3 separate regions of the Mus musculus genome follow, and all the other regions are linked to region 3. A link is a contact called in public promoter capture Hi-C data. All regions are on one chromosome and are shown on one strand. The core of a region is the stretch at or near the end of the contact, and the rest is flanking DNA. Distances in the headings are between cores, read along the strand shown. Region 1 overlaps Nek6 (NIMA (never in mitosis gene a)-related expressed kinase 6). Region 2 overlaps Gm39799 (a long non-coding RNA gene). Region 3 holds the start of Strbp (spermatid perinuclear RNA binding protein).

Region 1 (3,426 bases), core at 848-3,347, 840 kb before region 3:
TAATTCACAAAGTCACACTCACTACCAGGTCAGGTCTCTGGCCTGCCTTGGGCTCAGGTATTTGTGGGATCTTGGGCAAGTGTCATCCTCTATCTAAGTTCAAAGTTCTGTAGAAAGAAGGGGCATCCAAACTTTCCTAGGAGCTCTCTAAGGATATAGTGAGCAACTGGGTAGCAGCAAGGACAACTTTTCCTGTCCCAGTATGACAGGGTCCACACGGATTTTCCCCTAAAACCAACACTTGGGGACACAGACTGCTTCCTTTGTCATTACATCTGTTTCTGAAGCTAGCTGTCAAGAGTAGAAACTGACCATAGGGTCATCTTCAAGCTGTTAGGCTGTGGGAGGCACAGAGGTCCTTATGCACACAGATATGTACCAACGGAACCAGGAATGCTAAACACAGGGGCTTAAAAACACAAAAGCAGACATGCACAATCTGTTATCTGCTCAGAATGCAGGTGGCAGATGTGGTTAATAGCCTGGTGGCCTCTGCACTGTAGAACCACATCAGATGCTCCTCGCCCCTTATCCTGAGCTGGTCAATCTACAGAACCCACCTTTATTGAAGATATCACATGTACTTTACAAAGAGTTTCCATGCAGTCATGTCTTAAGCTTTATTGTGCATGCAGGATTGATTTAATTATCTATCACCAGGAACATTTTCACCAAATTGTGCCATGCTTGAATACATTTAAGATAAACTACTTGGATCAGACTCTCACAGTTTGAGTCAATACTGGCTACTGTCAGGTTGAACCAAACTGCCTTCTTGCCTCCAATTGATTGTTACTCTGCTAACCGTGGTGGTTCACAGATACCAACCACCAGTACCAGCACCAGCACCAGCACCAGCACCAGCACGCCTTGCCCAGGTCTGGCACAAATGAGAGCTGACTAGATACATTCTCACTGGCGGGTGGAGAATCTCCCCAAAGCCTTGTAATCCCTACAGCCAAAGGTCAGACAGAAGTTATCATTCAAAACCTTCTACCACACAGACACAAGCTCCCAGGACTTGTAAAAATCAACACTAGTTCCTAGTCACATTTCAGTTACCTTTCCTGGGTAACAAAGGGACGCTAATGATCTCACTCTTTTCTCAGAGGAAGAGTGAGAGGGTGGAGTCCCACGTGGGGGGGGGGGTGCTGGTTTAAACTACTCAAGATAAAGCTGAGATCTGCTAAATGTGTCCTATGCACACATCCCCTCCTGTGGCTGTCTACAACCCCCATTTAATAGATGAGGAAACTGAGACACAGGGAAGTTAGATGGCCTATCAAGTTGGTAAGAATGGGAATTGTGTGGTCCCAGCCCTGACTCTCTTTGAAAGTCTAAAGTGATCTTTGGAAATCACCAGGAGCCAGAAGCTACCCCAGGCTTTCTAAGAAACTTTCCACCTCAGTGACTCCTGCTGTGCCTCCACCTCAGAAATGAAGCTTTCTCCAGGCATTGGCAGGCTCTTCTATGTCTGAAGTAAATGGTCTCCTGGCAAAATTCACTCCTACCCCAATACCCAACCGCACGGCCTCCTCCAGGCAGCACTCTTAGATTCCCTCTCCTGCCTGCAGTGTGTCGATAGCCCCTTGGCTCTGGCCCTTTGGGAAGTTTCCCTTCCCTTCCCTCAAAGGTAGAAACCAAGTCACTCATCCCCAGAGCTCAGTGGGCACAGAGGACTGTTAGATAAAGGTTACCAGTGGATTCAGGAGAAGAGACTGGCCAGAGCCACATTTCAGGGCAGAGATTCTTGAAGAGTAGAAATCCATCTATCCCATGTCCTTTCTCAGACACTATTGTTCCTACAAGCAACAACAGGTGGAGAAAACCAGCAGAGTAGCCCCAAGTGGCTCCAGATTCAAGGTCTGTCTCAAGCTTGTCCCTAGGCCCAGCAGAGTGTCAGCCATCCCTAGGGGCCACCTGACCACCCCTAGCTTCAGACTCTACCCCAGGGACATGTGCTCCACCTGTCCCCACCACTACCCCAGGAGTTCTAACAAAGCCTGGGGACTGCTTAACAGGATCCTGGCTGGCAGCACCTGCCGTGCCCCACAGCAGTGGCAAAGGTCTCTCAGGCAAGTGGCAGTGCTGCTGTTTCTGGCTGCCCCTGCTGGCAGGCAGTTGAGGAAGCAGTGGGTAACAGAGGTGCAGCTAGGTCTGGTAACCCTCTGAGTTCAGGATCTGGAGGTTTCTAGGGTCTGGCTCCCTGTTATTAGCTGGGCAAGCCCCCAGGAGTGCAAGTAGCAGGAAAGGGGGACAGAGTTCCCTGTGGTAGGAGCTTGGCTGGTCTGGTACCTCCTGAAGTGAGCAGCCCCAGGGCAAGTCTACTTAGCTGAGGGTTGAGGGCTGGTACAGTGCCCTAAGTCTCCAGGGATCCAAATGGCCAGAGGGTGAGGGACATGGCCCTTTCTGCCTATGCTGGGGACTTCCCCTTCCCAAGACTCTTGTCCCCAAGCACCACCAAAAGGAAACTCCCCCACCTCACACTGCTCCAAAAATAGCTGGGACTGCCACCTCCATGGTGAATGGAACTTGTCACAACCCCTACAGAGCCTCCTGCTTACCAGGGAGTACAAGCTGGCGGCAGTGGCCACCAGACGGTATGGAAGCCAATGCAGGTAGCTTAAAACCTGCTCTGGGATGGCCTGGTCAGCTCCTCCAGCCTGGAGATATCATCCCTTCTGCCCTAGACAACTCAATCAAAGGGATTCCCCACCCCAACCCCCGAGCTCTTGGACACCTGGCACTTGGACACTGGATGCCAGGAGGGAAGAGAGATCCTTCCCTTATCCCCATGTTCTACCCCACCAAGCACGACAGTCCTTGTTGGCCCTTTAAAAGCTTAGCCCTTCTCGGGCTTAGTGGGGAAAAGGCTCACTGAGCAAGTGTGAGACCCAAGTCAGCTGACACAGTAGTGTGTCTGTACTCCCGCGCCTTCTGTGAGATGGGAGCACAGGGCAGCAGAATCCCTGGAAGCTTGCAGCCTGGCTAGCTTAGTGCATGCAGCCACAGACAAGGAGACTCAAATAAGGTAGATGGCAAGGGCTAACCCTTGAGGTTGATCTCTGGACCCCCATATGTATTCACACACATGGACGCACTAACATGCATAAGGGGGCGGGTCTTTAATATAAATGACAGCTTGGCTCTTCCTATTATTTGTATGCTGGACAAGGCCTATCTGCTGACCATGAAAGAGGGTTTGTCAAACACCAACGCCAGTCTTGAGCCCCGTCTCTGCCACATCCCCCACTATGTGCCCAGGTCTTCTCATAGGTTACATGGGGACAAGGACAGCATCTCCTCTCCCAGAATGCTAGAGGACTAGATGACATTACAAGGGTCAGAAGTGCTCAGCTCTGAGCCTGGCTCCCAACAGACACCCAAACAGTGGGGCCATTGTTCTGATTCCATCCTTACTCTCCT
Region 2 (3,490 bases), core at 559-3,058, 770 kb before region 3:
CCATCTGTCTCTGCCTCTGGAGTACTCTAACTGATTGAAGTCATGTGTCACCACCGCCTGGCTTAGCATTTTTATTTTATTTTTTTAAACCTCTAGGAAAAATTAAGGATTTCCCCCAAATACATACAAAGCTCATCATCCTTAAATTGTGCTTTAAAAGACCAGAGTAAGTGGGGTGGGAGCAGGGGCTTCCTGGAGTGTGGGTGAGGGTGGGGGCCTTGACTGTGCCTGTTCCCACTCTTCAGCTAGTTACACTGGGGCATGGGAATTTTGTGGTATGAACCAATGTTGCTGATTTAGCCCACATAAAACTGGTCCTGGTTGGCTCTACTTGTTATCCAGTCTTGGCACTGTATTGGTAAATAGAGTAAATGTGATATCTGTAAAATATGATAAGGTGAGGGCTGAGCCAATCACCTCGGGGCAGATGGACTGGAAGTCAATGAAGGCATTTACTAGGGAAATACAGTAATGGCAGAACTTAAGCAGAAGGGAAGAACTAAATGGGGGAGATGTTAGTGTGAGGGGATTTCACAGAGGAAGGTGACTGTGGCCAGGCTAGGTCACACAGTTACTTGTGGTGGCATAGAAAGGCTTCTTATTCTTGTCCCCTTCCTGTCACTTGCTCATGAATGAATCCATTTCTACTGAGTGTCACATGCTCTGAACACTGCCATCAAAGGTTTCCTTCCTGTGCACACATGTGGGGTGACCCTTCACACACTGAGCATGTTTGCTGAATGCAAGCACATGCCTTGATGAATCAGCAGCCCTCATAGAGTTCACTGTACAGTGATTTACTATGTAGTGGCTCACCATCTCCATACTTCTGTTTTCTTTTCTGTGAAATGGAGGAATAGAACAGCAGTCACCTAACATATTGTCAAGATGAAATGACTAAGTAGCATGCAAAGTGCATAGGCATTGTAAGGTCACAACACCTACTTAGCCCTACTCCACCCCCACAGAGATAAAGATTAAACCCAAGGACTTGCATATGTCAGGCAATTACCCACAGCTTCTAGGCCCTTTAGCAGGGCAACTTGAAGGTGTGTATGCATGTGTGTGTGCGTGTGTGTACTCTCATGTGCATGCGTGAGCACATGTGTTTGTGTACCCACGTGGTGTACAAGGATGAATGTGTGACTGTGCATGTGTTCATGTCTATGCATATCTGTGCATGTGTGTGTATATGTGTGTGTGTATGTGTGTTTGACCTTGGTTGCATGGTTCTTTAGTGTGAAGTTTTTAGATGACCAAGTCACGTCTCAATGTCAAAAGATTAGACATGACAGGTGATACAACAGACCCACTCTCCAACTTGATTTCTGCCCTCTGTCTAGTTACCCTCTAGGCTGGGTATAGACACTGTATGAGCCACATTAGCAGTTACTCTGGAAAGTGAAATCTGGAGGATGGCACCTGACTAAGAAGTCCCAGGTCCCACAGGCCAGCTGGCAGAGCCCAGAGCTTGTCTCCATTGCTCTCTCCACAGGTCTGTTCTGTCCCCGTGACTTGACTGGTCCTTGGTCTCTCACTGTTTGGTGTCTTGCCTGGCCCTCAGACTTACAGCCCAGACTTTTCCTGGAAAACCCCAAGCATTGTCACCTTCGTCCTCCCAATTCTGTGGCGGAGAGACAGAATTAGAACTTGCCTCGTGGTACGAAGTTGTGGCAATGACTGTAGAAGAATGACTTTCAACTTCTAGGAACCGACCCTGACAATCAGATAAGGCAAGCACTGAGTCACTGGCAGAGGCCACATCAGTGGAGATTTCAATTGTGTGTGTGTGTGTGTGTGTGTGTGTGTGTGTGTGTGTGTGTAGGATGCAGAGGCCCCTGGTTCCACTTCCTCCCTGGGAGGCCCAGACCCTTCAATACTGTTTCTGTGCTGAGATGGGAAGGAAGCACTCACCCAGCAGGTGACAATCCAGACCAGCTGGGATGTGCTGCTAGATTAGGTCCTAAAATATCACAGCTGTGAGAACCCAGATTTTTGTTTTGCAGATGATAAAACTATTCAGAGAAATCAAGGACTTGTCCAACTTTCCCAGACAAGCTTAAAAAATAATTGGGCCTTAAACTCAGGGATCCCGGAAGATCACCACATGGCTCCCAATAAGTGTTTTTTCCCAAGTCCTGAGCCTCAGCCACTGTCCTGAGGTTCAAATGATCATGGACAAAAGGGGGAGACCAGAGTTGGAACTGCAGTCAAAACCCATGTTTGACCAGGTCCTGCTGGTCATTCTTTGTCCTTCTGGATGGCTCTCAACATCACTTTTCTAAGACCCTACTCCTCTATGTAAAGCGCTGGGAGCCATATTGTCTCTCCTCTCTCTCATCTCTTGATAACAGTTGGTTAGACTTGAAATGGACCTAGATTCCAGCTGTTCCCTGGGCATTGGGATGCAGAAGTGCTGGGCTTCCTTCCTGGCTGGGTATTTGAAGTGAGATATGCGGCTTGGACTGAGGTGGCTGTATTTGGCCAGATTCAAATGGAACAGCAGAGCAAAGTCCAGGTCACAAGCTTATAAGGGGAAGGGACAGGGTAAGAGACCATGGCACAGACAAACCATGGAGGAGAGGAAGAGAGATTAGGAGAGAGAGACAGACAGACAGAAAGATAGGATAAGGAACAGACAAGCAAGCAGGCTTGATCTTGTTCCTGAACTAGGGAGGTATAGAGGCAGAGAAGAAATAAATTAAGAAGGGAGGGATAGAGAAAGAGAGACAAACACCATTAGTCTAATGACCCTAATCAGCAAGATCAACAGACGTGGATTAAATATTTGTAAAAGAAAATCCCACATCTGTAGTGAACACTTTCAACTTCTTTCTCTCCATTATTTTTGTTTGTTTTGTTTCTGAGACAAGGCTTGTCTGTGTGACCCTGGCTGTCATGAAACTCACTGTGTAGACCAGGCTGGCCTCAAACTCACAGAGATCTCTACCTGCTTCTGCCTCCTGAGTGTTGGGATTAAAGGCATGTGCCACCATGGCCAAGGCATTATTTCCTAAACCACACAGCCTACCTATGCTGTGTATGGAACTCACAGTTTTGGGTGTGAGTAGTTATGTCGAGGTGGTTTACAGTGTTCAGAAGGCTGGATGTGGGGGAGTGTGCCTATAATCCCAGCACTGTGGAAACACAGGCAGGAGAAATAGTGCAGAGAATCTAAGCTACATCTTAGGGTGGCATCACTCACAAGGTGCTGGTTTTGCGAACACACAGAATGCAAGAGTAAGATAGCTATAGGAGCTTGCACTAAGGTTCTGGAAAGCCCTGGAGGCCAAGCGATGTGCAGGAGGATGAGAGTCACTGCCTGGTTCATAAGCAGACACCTGTGCGGGTGTAGCTTGTGTTTCCCAAGGAAAGCTGCCTTTTCTGCATGATGGATTTTATCCCTCAAACCTTAAGGATAAGTAACTCCTTTCTCCCTTAAATTGTTTCTTGGTGGGGCTGATGGGGTGTGTATGCCCCCACCCCCATC
Region 3 (3,589 bases), core at 717-3,216:
TTCTGCCTACTTAAAAAATATAATTTATAAGTGTTAGAATTCTAAGGGCCACATATGTTAAATGTAGTCTCACTGACTCCTAGTAACAGTACTCTGAGGTATGCAAAATGACAGATGAGGGCTCTAAGACCTAGATCTGTCAAGGTCACACAGCTAGTGCACAGCAAACCTGTATTGTGCACTGCAGTGTCTCTTCTCCCCTGGCAGACTTCCTTTTATACTGTAAAACCCAGCTTTAGTGATCTCATCCTCTGTGTATGTGGTCTTTCCTAACTTTACTCAGGCAGAGGGATGAACCTTTCCTCAAGATGCTTACAATCCAGGGAAGAGACTGAGCTAAACTACAGCTTGGTGACATAACAAGGCATTGTTGAACTGGTGATGCACAAGCAGGAAGAGTCTGGACCTGTGTCTCAGGGCAGTCAAGGGGCTCCAGATGGAGTATGTTCTAAACTGATAGAACAACCAGGTTTCCAGAAGGCTAGAATGAGGTGCCAATCAGACATAGTGATCTGGGGCTTAGCATAGACTTCAGGGATATGTTACAGACCTGGGGATAGCTAGGAAAGGACAGCTTTGTTGTTAATGAAGTGTCAAGGAGGGGCAATGGGAAGTGTGTATGTCCTGAAGTTGAAGGCCATACTCAAAGCTTTTTAACTCTAAGTATTAACATATTCTGTGAATGAAGTACTGAGGTCATATATTTTGGTAGTGCTGTGGATGCAACCCTGGACTTTGTCCATGTCAGGCAAGTATTATTGAGAATCATTTCCAGTCCAGAGCTGTTAATATTTGAGTCTGGTACAGGAGCAAGATGAGAAGGGGACCTACCAGGGGGAGTGTGGGAGGTCAGTCCCCTACTGTCTGCTCAAATTAAGTGGGGTTCTTTGCTAGGTTTGCTTTAGGCTAAGGACCTTGACTTATTCTTCAGTGCATTCTAGCACCCTGCCGAGTGTGGAGCATGCAACACACACTAAGCATGGGCTGAACCCCCTGGGAGAATGCTAGGCACTAAGAAGATGCCAACGTAGAGCTGTAAAATAAAACTTGAACCTTTTATTTCTTTCCCAGTACCACCGTTGGAACAAAGTGGGTAGGTGTTTAGCTAGACTACTCCAGACCTAAGGAGGGAAATAAGGAGGGAAAGGATTTCCCGGGCCATTAAGGGTGGAGTAGGGAGAGGAGATTTTGATTTTTGTTCAGTGCTTGCTATGTGCCAGGAAAATTCATATCTATTGTTTTATGCCATCTGCTCAACGGCTCTTAAATAGGAATTACAGTTTTAGTTTTTGTGAAGTGGAAACTGAAGCTCGAGCGGTTCGGTAACTTGGCCAAGGTCACACAACCGGCAAGTGGGAGGGGGAGCGAATCAAGGAGGGATCGGAGTCTCTTACTCAGCCAAGGTACTGCCTGCCCCTCCTCCACCCGGGAGGCATTGCGGCGCTTACTCCGTTAGCGTAAAGGCCGAGGCTGGAGCTGGAGAAGCATCCCGCACCGGGACGCAGAACCTGGGGAAGCCGGCTCTCATTGCGGCCGGGAGCAGCTCTCAGAACCTGCAGTTACGAAGTTAATGCGCGCTTAGCTCTTTTCAGCAGTTGGCCTCCGCCCAGCAACGCTTACCGCCGCAGGCACAGCGGGGCTCAGGTACGGTTTGCGGCCCGGGCTAGGCGCCGCGAGGTGGGCGGGACGCAGTTTACGTAAGCGGTCTCGCAGGTGCAGGCGGCGGCCGCGGGCCTGAGCGCCCTGCGCGCTCCCAGGTGCGCAGTTGACGCAGGCGACAGCGCGGCGCGGCGGCGGCGGGCGCTGGCCGGAGCTCTCAGGTGCGGCAGAGCGCGCGTGCAGGGGGCGCGCGGAGGGCGATGGGGCGGGCTTTCCGTTCCCCAGCAGCCGCGGGCCCCGCCCCCTGGATCGGCCAATGGGCGTGCTCGGCGGCGTCACGTGCTTGCCGCCGCCGCCGCGGTCGCTGCCGAAGCCGAGCTCGGATCCGCGAGCGCCACCAAGGCAGCAGCCGCCGCAGCCGCCGCCGCTGTGCTGAGGAGCCGGAGACGCGGGCGGACGAGGTGGCGGCGGCGGCGGAGCGGGAGCGGGGAGCGGACGCGGGCGGAGCGCGGCGGCGCGGGTAGGCTGCGGCGGGGCCGGCGCCTGCGCGGCGGGCCGTCCCGGGCGGGCGGCGGTTGAGGCGGCGGTTGAGGCAGTTGGCGGAGGCTGCCCGGGCCCCGCATTGTTTGTTGTGCGTCCTTAGCAGCGGCGGCGGCTGCTGAGGCGAGGAGCGCGGCGCAATCCCAGCCCCGCGGCTTGAGCTTTGTGGTCGCCGCCGCGGTACCCGGCCGGTCCGCGTCAGGACTGCGGGTCGCCTTGCTTGCTTTCGGGGTCGGGGTCGCGGGTCCCGGCCCTGAACCTCCCGAGGGCGTGGGCAGCGTGCGGGGCGCCAGCTCTGGGGAGGTGGGAGGGTTCCGGACTCGGGGCAGGTGCTGGAGGACGTTGCGGGCAAGAGCTGGGGAGAGGCTCGGGGGGCGGGCACAGGGTGTGGGCAGATTTGGGTGTAAGGGAGCGTTGAGGGACCCGGCCCCACGGTGACCAGGGCCTCAAGGGCACGCCTGGGGGACCCATGGGGGCCTAGGTCGGGCTCGAGAGGGAAGGAGGACGTTCCGTTTGGGGATTCGGATGGGTGTGTAGGGGGATTTGGGGCGGGCAGGGGCAAGTGAGGTGGTGGAGGGAGGGACAAGATGGGCACCTCTAGGCAGAAATGGAAGGAGCAGATGCCCTGGTTAGCGCTGCTTGTGAGGGGCAGAGAATGGGGCAGGCAGCGGGAAGGCCACCGGACGCCTGAAGGGAAATGGCGGAGGAGGGGTCCGTAGCTGGGAGTGTGGCGAGCAGGCTGAGCCCCAAAAGATGGAGGGAAGGAGTGTCAGAGGAGGGGGTTCTCTCAAATGGTGGCGGTTGAAATTGAGGGTATTCAGGCAGGAGATGTCTGTCTGTGTGTGTGCGCCCAGGACGTCAGGAGTTCCCTAGTGAGTATCTGGCTGGGAAGTATGGAAGGAGACAGGAAGGGGTTGACAGGCTTGGGGAAAATGGCTTGGTTCTGTATTCAGGGTAGAGGAGGATAGAGCAAGTGGGAGGAGGAGTGGTTTACACAGGTACTGAGTTTGAGGGCTTTGGGAGAGAAATGGGGATAAGGAGGTTATGTGGAGGTTTTAGGTTGGGTGGAGAGAGATGTCAAGGCAGGAGGTGTGTGTAGCAGTAAAAGGGCAGCAGAAGTGAGTGAAGCGGAGGGTGTTTGTGTGAGAAATTCTAGTGGGCACCAGCAGAAGAGGAAACCTTGAGGTTGGGAGCACCCTGGAAAGGGATGGGGTGTGTGGCAGGATGGAGAGTGGGGTGGTGAGCAGAAGGGAGGGAGAGGAAATATGGGAGTGGTAGGTAAGGTGTGTGTGTGTGTAAATGGAAATATTCCCAGGGCAGGAGGTGTGGAGAGAAGTTGGGAATGAGGAGGAAGATGGAAGCGGGGGTATGTTTGAAGGGAAATCAGTAGTAGGATGTAGGGGGTATGTTTGAAGGGAAATCAGTAGTAGGATGTAGAGGAAATGAAAGG

Evidence for each region. Promoter capture Hi-C pulls out the DNA fragments that hold promoters and counts their contacts.
Region 1: a promoter capture Hi-C map of liver shows a contact between it and region 3, with 2.9 times the contacts expected there. The contact joins the enhancer-like site here to the promoter of Strbp in region 3. A contact is called at or near these places in 3 of 39 promoter capture datasets (the HPC-7 cell line, hippocampal neurons and liver) and 2 of 115 datasets of contacts at active chromatin or transcription factors (embryonic stem cells and pancreatic cancer cells).
Region 2: a promoter capture Hi-C map of liver shows a contact between it and region 3, with 3 times the contacts expected there. The contact joins the enhancer-like site here to the promoter of Strbp in region 3. A contact is called at or near these places in 6 of 39 promoter capture datasets (the HPC-7 cell line, cranial neural crest, embryonic stem cells and 2 more) and 1 of 9 other capture datasets (embryonic stem cells).

The regions. Positions count from the first base shown.
Region 1 is chr2:38,540,437-38,543,862 of GRCm38.p6, reverse strand. The region is part of intron 1 of Nek6 (NIMA (never in mitosis gene a)-related expressed kinase 6); the gene reads right to left. Among named protein-coding and RNA genes, the nearest start is that of Gm35808, 8.7 kb to the right of the region's middle. Within about 2 kb of position 2,097, at least 45 of the 459 cell types and tissues checked have an H3K27ac peak or open chromatin away from gene starts, as enhancers often do. A contact at or near this core is called in the HPC-7 cell line and liver, where this site is marked.
Region 2 is chr2:38,470,214-38,473,703 of GRCm38.p6, reverse strand. The region is part of intron 2 of Gm39799 (a long non-coding RNA gene); the gene reads left to right. Among named protein-coding and RNA genes, the nearest start is that of Gm25081, 8.4 kb to the left of the region's middle. Within about 2 kb of position 1,808, at least 79 of the 459 cell types and tissues checked have an H3K27ac peak or open chromatin away from gene starts, as enhancers often do. A contact at or near this core is called in the HPC-7 cell line and liver, where this site is marked.
Region 3 is chr2:37,701,722-37,705,310 of GRCm38.p6, reverse strand. It overlaps Strbp (spermatid perinuclear RNA binding protein), which reads left to right and starts at 1,966. Exons shown (of 18, transcript NM_001379315.1): 1 at 1,966-2,119.